Linked DNA regions of Mus musculus: region 2 is linked to region 1. A link is a contact called in public HiChIP or PLAC-seq data. All regions are on one chromosome and are shown on one strand. The core of a region is the stretch at or near the end of the contact, and the rest is flanking DNA. Distances in the headings are between cores, read along the strand shown. Region 1 holds the start of Ttf1 (transcription termination factor, RNA polymerase I). Region 2 overlaps Setx (senataxin).

Evidence for each region. HiChIP or PLAC-seq counts read pairs in DNA pulled down with a chosen protein or histone mark.
Region 2: a contact with region 1 is called in an H3K27ac HiChIP or PLAC-seq map of embryonic stem cells, with 12 read pairs. The contact joins the enhancer-like site here to the promoter of Ttf1 in region 1. A contact is called at or near these places in 8 of 39 promoter capture datasets (the HPC-7 cell line, HPC-7-derived erythroid cells, embryonic stem cells and 5 more), 1 of 15 datasets of contacts at CTCF or cohesin (CD8 T cells), 29 of 484 Hi-C or Micro-C datasets (the AML12 cell line, CD8 T cells, Th2 cells and 15 more), 12 of 115 datasets of contacts at active chromatin or transcription factors (the 230-238 cell line, CD8 T cells, bone marrow-derived macrophages and 4 more) and 4 of 9 other capture datasets (adipose tissue, embryonic stem cells, liver and 1 more).

The regions. Positions count from the first base shown.
Region 1 is chr2:29,058,921-29,062,388 of GRCm38.p6, forward strand. Ttf1 (transcription termination factor, RNA polymerase I) reads left to right here and starts at 1,343. Exons shown (of 12, transcript NM_009442.2): 1 at 1,343-1,383.
Region 2 is chr2:29,149,814-29,153,740 of GRCm38.p6, forward strand. It overlaps Setx (senataxin), which reads left to right. Exons shown (of 26, transcript NM_198033.2): 11 at 195-294. Among named protein-coding and RNA genes, the nearest start is that of Setx, 27 kb to the left of the region's middle. Within about 2 kb of position 2,353, at least 5 of the 459 cell types and tissues checked have an H3K27ac peak or open chromatin away from gene starts, as enhancers often do. A contact at or near this core is called in embryonic stem cells, where this site is marked.

The DNA.
Region 1 (3,468 bases), core at 93-2,592:
TCTACCATATGTATACACCCAGTGCCCGAGAGGTCAGAGGAGGGCATTGGAGCCCATCCCCTGGAACTGGACTTATGGACAGCTGTAAGCCACCTCATAGGTGCTGGGAACTGAACCTGGGTCCTCTGGAAAAGCAGTAAGTGCTCTTAACCACTAAACCATCTCTCCAGCCCATTTTAATCAAAGGTGCTTAGTAGCTCACACAGAGGAACCCACAGTAGTTTGAAGAAAAGAAGAATAGTAGAGGGGAAAGCATGGATTGGAACCCTGGACCAGATAGATCATCTTACCAAAAGCCTCAAATTTTCCCACTACAAGAAGGGACTGAGGGCTGGTGAAATGGCTCAGTGGGTAAGAGCACCCGACTGCTCTTCCGAAGGTCCGAAGTTCAAATCCCAGCAACCACATGGTGGCTCACAACCATCTGTAACATGACCTGACGCCCTCTTCTGGAGTGTCTGGAGACAGCTACAGTGTACTTACTTACATATAATAAATAAATAAATCTTTAAAAAAAAAGAAGGGACTGAGACAGTATTACCTAATACAGATACCCACAACATAGGATTGTTGTAAGAGTCAAGAAGACAGCTTTTAGGCTGCTATACGGCTCAGTTGGTAGAGTGCTTGTTCAGCATGCATCAGTCCCTGGCACAGCATAAAACCTGGTATGATGGTACCTGCCTGTTATCTCAGTACTGAAAGTAGAGGCAAAGGAATGAGAAGTCCATGGTGAGTTTGAAGGCACCCTAGGCTACATGAGACCCTGTCTCAAATAAACAAGAGAAAAGCTTTCAACTTTTATGATCACCACACAAAAATGTAACTGTTTTAACGTTCCAGTGGTATAGATATTAGCTCTAATTTGATGGCTCAATTACATTTTTCACTTTTTTTTTTCTTTTCGAGATGGGGTTTTTCTGTGTAGCCTTGACTGTCCTGGACCAGGCCTCAAACTCATAGATCTGCCTTGCCTCTACTAGGATTAAAGGCATGTGCCACCACTGCCTGGCTGCTTATAAGCTAAGTTTTGGCTTATTATTATTATTATTATTATTATTACTACTACTACTACTATGAGAGTCTCACTGTATAGACTGGCTTCAAATTCTCTTTGTAGATCAGGCTTGCTTCAAGCTCACATATACCTGCCTGTGCTTCTGGAGGGCTGGGATTTGCCTGGGTTGCTTAATTAGAAGGGCACTCTTTTTCTCTATCCTATACGTAGCGTCACGACCATAGATAGACAACTACGCATGCGTCCAATCCTTGCGCGCCTCCATGTTACTATGGCAGCCGGATGCGCAGCTGGCCGGAAGTCAGTACAGTATTTCCGCCTAACAACACTTCCGGGTTGGAAGACGAGCGCTACATTGTCGCTGGGTAGGTTGGATGAGCTTTCCTTGAGTTTCTGCGCCCCAAGTGTGGCGGGCGGCTGCGCTGGTGCCACGTTCCGAGTGAGGCTGCGGCCTGAGGCGGTTGTGCCTGTTCCTCGCCGCCGGGGGCAGTGGGGGCCTGGGAGCCAGGCCGCGGCCCGCGGGTTCCTTCTAGTCTGTTCCTCCGGTCGCCGGCCCGGGACAGAGCAGGGTCAGTCAGAAGCTAGGGTGGTGAGCGGAGGTTGCGCGGGGCCGGAAGTGGGGTTAGTGGGTTAGGCGCTTTTCCGCTCCGTAGTTGAAGCTGAGCGCTTCTCGAGAAACTGCCGGGCTGTTTGGGAAGTTTGTGCGGAAGGGACGGTGGGACCCAGTTTGGAGTCCGTGACTGTACCCTGATAAAGTGGCTTTCGCACCGAGGCTAGTCATCGGGCTTAACGGCATCGCGAGGCCGTTAGGAAATCGGAACACTTCCCAAGACAGAGGATGTCAAGAAATGAACTGCAAGGGCCAGACCTTGTTATGAGGACCTGAAGGCCCTGGAGGTCTGAAAGGATGTTGATTTTACACGAAGAATAACAGACAAAAGAGTTGAGGTTGAGGAGATGGCTTAGCAAGTAAAATACTTGCACAAACATAGGACCGGAGTTTAAACTTTTAGCTTCTCCACTTACACCCTTTTTCCTGCGCATTTAGTGAGGATAAATAATTAAGCTCTAATGCATAAATCCCTCTCGTTCCTCAAGATTGGGTAAGGGTGTGAAGAGATGGTTCAGCGGCTAAGAGCACTTGTTGCTTGTGTAGAAGACTTGGGCCTGGTTCCCAGCAGCCAGTTCTATATAGTAGGTTACACCCATTTATGACTTAAGTTCTAGGGACCTCCACGAGCACCCAGCAGACAGGAGGTGCATTCATACACACAAAATATAATCCTTTTTTTTTTTCTTAATTACAAACAAGGTTCAGGAAAAGTGGTTGTAATTAATTGTTACCGAAGTGACCTCAGCCCTTGGCAAAAATTTCTCTGGGGCCCAAAAAGAGCTCAACAGCTTTAAAAGACAAACAAAAGCCCCCAATAAAAGAGTAACTAAATGTGTTATCACAATAAGGATGTGGAGGAAAATAGGGACCCGACTCCTAATGATGACTCCTAGGAGGGTCAGGAACCAGGGGAGCTCTGGCAGTGGTGCTCAGGGAAGAGACTGATGGATGGCTAGCATATCCATTTCCGTTTTACAGTTTGGTCCTACGCCATTTCAAGTGTTCAATAACTTCATCTGGCTAGTAGCTACCCTAGGGGACACTCGGGTCTAGAGAAACAGAACTTGTTCTGGAGAGTGTTCTGGTTCCAGCCGTGATTTTAATACAGCCCAACTGCCCACTTGTGGGTTTTCCTTCTGTTCTCAGCACAGGGACAGCCAAAAGGAAAGCATTAATTCATGCCAAAAAAAATGAAAACTACTAAGCAGAACCAGATTAGGTTCTGGGGCTACAGTGATTATGTAAGACTGTCTTAGATCCTTAGCCCTAGTTCACTCCTGCTGTGTCATACCTTGCAAAGTCTTTGAAAGGGTCCCCTGCGTCCCTAGGTACCACTTTCCAGATGGGGGATATTTCTGAGGGAGGAAGGTCTAAAACAGAGCTCTGGTACCCCATGGAAGGTGAAGGAACTGCCTTGTAGGTTCAAGTGTTCTTTCATGGCCTCCTCCCTCCAAAACACAGTTTTTACAGCTGCTGTGCACTGCCCAGTATGTTAGGTACCTTCTATAGGAAAGGTGCTTAGCATCTAGGTTGGCTGAAGCCTCTGGTGAGTGAGTGAGTGAGTGAGTGAGAGAGAGTGAGAGAGAGAGAGAGTGAGTGAGTGAGTGAGTGAGTGAGAGAGAGAGAGAGATTGGTTCCGAGTCTGTTAGTAAAACAAACTACAGGTCAGAACATAAAGATAGTGAGAAGAAATCTGAAACACTGTTTTTGGCTGGGTGTGGTGGTACACACCTTTAATCCTGTCTCCCAGGAGACAGAAGCGGTTGGATATCTGTGAGTATAAGGTCTGCCTAGTCTACAGAGGGGGAGTTTTAGGACAGCCAGGGTTACACAGAGA
Region 2 (3,927 bases), core at 1,103-3,602, 92 kb after region 1:
ACCAAATGTGACTAATGGCTGCTAAATTGGGCAGGACAGTTGTGGACAACTTTATAAACCTCACAGACTGACTCTTAGGTTTTCACTTGGGATCTGTTCTGTTTTCCTTTAGCCCACTGGAACATTTTGCTGTTTGTTTGTAGTAGCTTTTAGCATGTTCTTTATTTCTTAGTTTCTTCTTTTGCTTTGTGTAGGTGGCACAGGAATGGCTGAGCTCTCCAAATAAAGAGAATTTCTATCAGTTGCAATTACGAAAATTTCCAGCTGACTATAAAAAATACTGGGAGTTTCTGAGTAAGTTCATATGCAACTTGGAATATATAATATAATAACTGGAAATTTTTACTTGAGAGATGCCAGGGGCTGGTAAGGTAGACCAGTGGGACGAGCATGTATAGCTTTCACCAGTAGTACAGACAGTAGCCAGTGATCATGACGACAGCCGTGTAAACTCAATCTCATTTAGCTCTTGTTACAATGAGACATTAAGGCAGAAAACATTGAGATAAAAAGAACAAATGGTCAGAAGTTTAGTTAATAAGTTCTGTAATTTTAGTGCATGTGTGTGTGATATATAGAGAAAATATGAACAGATAAAAAGTAAACTGTACATGTGACTGGATTGTTTTGTTTTTTTGAGGTAGCCTCTTCTGTGTGTGTCTCCCTGGCTGTCTTGGAACTCAATAGTAGACCAGGCTGCCCTCATTTCACAAAGATCTGCTTGCCTCTGCTTCCCTGAGTGCTGAGATTCAAGGCACACTGCACACAACACACCTGACTTTTGTACTATTAAATCAGTGAAGAGTGACAAGTAAAATACAATAGAAATGAGTGCCTCTTATATACCAAATCTATAATATATCCACGGAGATACTAGTACATTTATGGTAGAGCTGGTTTTGTAGTTGTCGAACTCTTGTGGATTGTGAGTGAAGCAAACCCTGATATTGTTAGGAAGCAGCTCTCGTGGAAGAGGGTTTATAGTGGGTTAGGTGATGAACCCGGGAACTTGGGTTGGAAGAACCAACTTTTCACATTCAAATTTTAGAGTTTACAGAAATGTAGAACTCAGACTCCACAGAGTTTTCAACAAGCCTTCTCACATGTTAAAATCTCACATACATGGAACAGTGATGGAATCAGGGGTTAGCATTGCTCTAGTACAGAGTATGAGAGAGGCCTCATTCATAACACAGCTGCGGTCCCAGTGATGCCTGTTTTCTGTCCTGGGATCCAGTCTAAAGTCCAAACATCTGGAGTTGTGCTGTCTCCTCTCAGTCCCCAGTGGTCTAGCGTAGTTCACTCCTCAGCCTGTCTTCACTGCATGTTCTTTCTACCAGTTAGTTTGTAGAACACACTCTTTGTTTCCCAGATGTTACCTTAGACTTGAGGTTTTATGCATTTGGTAAAAATAGAACAGAAGAATAGCTTTTCTTGGTGGCAACTCAGTCTGATCACTTGATTGCTGAGTATCTTCTGTGAAGTTACTGTTTTCCACAATCTGTGTTGTGCCCCTTTTTTTCTTCCCTGTTTGTTTTGTTTGTTTTTTCTTAATTTGTTTTGGGATTTTGGAATTAGAACCTAGGACCTTTGTATTCCATCACTGAGCTATATTGTAACACAGTTGAAAATTTCTTGTTAAAGATAGTTTTTACAACCCCAACTATGGTTAGGTTTATTCAGTGTTTTCCTTGTGCATGTGCGTGTGCTTGTGTGTATAGCACCTATGGGAGCCAGAGAACAACCTTAGGTTTTGAAGTAGGATCTCATTGTCCTGGAACTCACCAGTTAGGCTAGACTTGACAGGCCAGTGAGCCAGAGGGATCTCAGTCTCCTGCTTAACCATACTATATTATTTTAAGCGTGTCTCACCATGACCAATCTTTTAAAAAACAAAATGGTGTGTGTAAGGGTGTGGAAGGCAGAAGATGTTGAATTGCTAGGACTAGAGTTACAGATGGTTATTAGCTATCATGTGAGTACTGGAGGTTGAACCCATGTCCTATAAAAGAGCAGCCCTCCACTGCCCCACCTGTAACATGCCCAGCCTCTCTCTGAGAGTTCTAGGTTTGAAACTCAGGTCCTCAGTGGTTGTGAGATAAGCACTTTGCTGACCGAGCTACGTCCCTCCCCAGTCCTTTGTATGATATGTTAAAGTTACTTCTTTTAGAAGTTGAGCTCCCTCATTGAAGAGAGGGGCTTCCTACCCCACCCCACCCCCCACCCCCTGAAACATTTACTTAGGCTTCTTTAGTTACCCCTCCCTCTCCTCCTGGTTTTGTTCTTGTGAGTCTCTGGTGTGCTGTCTCTTCTTGCCGTTGTTACAGATTGTAAGAATGGAATTCTACAGTCTCTGCACTTGTGTCTTTTGCTGCTTGCATTAACATAACAATATTGATTGTTCATAGTTCTGATTGACTTGTACCATCTGCCTCATCTCCATTCTTAGTGCTCAGCTGACTCGGTTGATGTGAACCTTTTTATTGTAGTGCTTGCTTTATTTTCCTAGTCTTGTTTACTTTATATCCCTTGTGTGGAATGCCATTAGTAGCTTTAAAGTATCTTTGTGTACTTAGATCTATTTCTGAGTTTCTTGAGCCTGTGATTTTGAAATTGGAGAACACAAGAGAGAACTCTGTGGTTAAGAACCAGTAGAAAGACCTGGGCGGAGTGGTGGAGCATACCTTTAATCCCACTACTCAGGAGACACAGGCAGGAAGACAGCCTGGTCTACAGAGTGAGTTCCAGGACAGTCAGAACTACACAGAAAAATCTTATATTAAAAACAAACCCAGTAAAAAGTCAGGCCTGATGGCACATGCTATAATCCTAGCACTTGAGAGGCTAAGGTAAAGGGTAAAGGGTTCAGGGTCACAGGGAAGGAGAGAGAACTCAGTTAAAAAGTACTTGTTGCTTTTGAAGAAGATCCAGATTCTATCCCTAGTACCCATGTGGTAGCTCACAGCCATACATAACTCCAGTTCTAGAGTCCAATAGGGATGCAGGTGGTACACATATATACATCATGCAGGCCAAAGATTTATATACATAAAATGTTGGGGTTCAGGAATTGCCACACAAACCATTAAACAGCCATCTCAGTTAAGCGAGAATAGTTTATTTAATGCACACCCCAAGACTGATTTATTAGGACCCAGGATCCCAGTTGTAGTACTAGTCTGTTCTTAGGGCAGGCTTTTTAAAGGAAAAGCCAAGTTCAAAAGTAAGATGGCAAGGGTGAAGGCTTAGTACTATCAGCTGACTTTTAAGTTGATTGGTCCTAAGTGAGGTAAGAGGAGTGGTGAATGGGTGGTGAACTCAGGTCCTCTAAGAAGAGCAGCCAGTGCATGTTACTTTGTACTTTTGGAGGGTGGGGGGTGAGGGTAGAGTGGGGTTTGAGACAGGATTTCTCTGCATAGCTCTTGGTTGTCCTGGAATTCTGTAAACCAGGCTGGCTAGGATTCACGAGCTTTATCTGCCTTGAGATTAAAGGCACGTACCACCACCACCACCCAGCTGATTCCTTTACATCTCTCTAAGGCCACTTGGTGCTACTTTTCTGTGCCTGGATGTGGGGTCATCCACTGGAACCTGTGGGATCTTTTTTTTTTTTTTTTTTTTTGAGACAGGGTTTCTCTGTGTAGCCCTGGCTGTCCTGGAACTCACTCTGTAGACCAGGCTGGCCTCAAACTCAGAAATCCGCCTGCCTCTGCCTCCCAAGTGCTGGGATTAAAGGCGTGTATATACGTGCCACCATTGCCCGGCGAACCTGTGTAATCTTATCAAGTGTCCATCCTCCTAAAGAAAAGTGACCCTTCCTCCCTTATAACCATCAATTGCCTGCAACTCCTCAGCTAGTGGTGGGACCTGTGGAGCCCTCCTCCTTTCCATGCTGGACTTTTGAAGCAGCTTGATCTTGGACAGGTC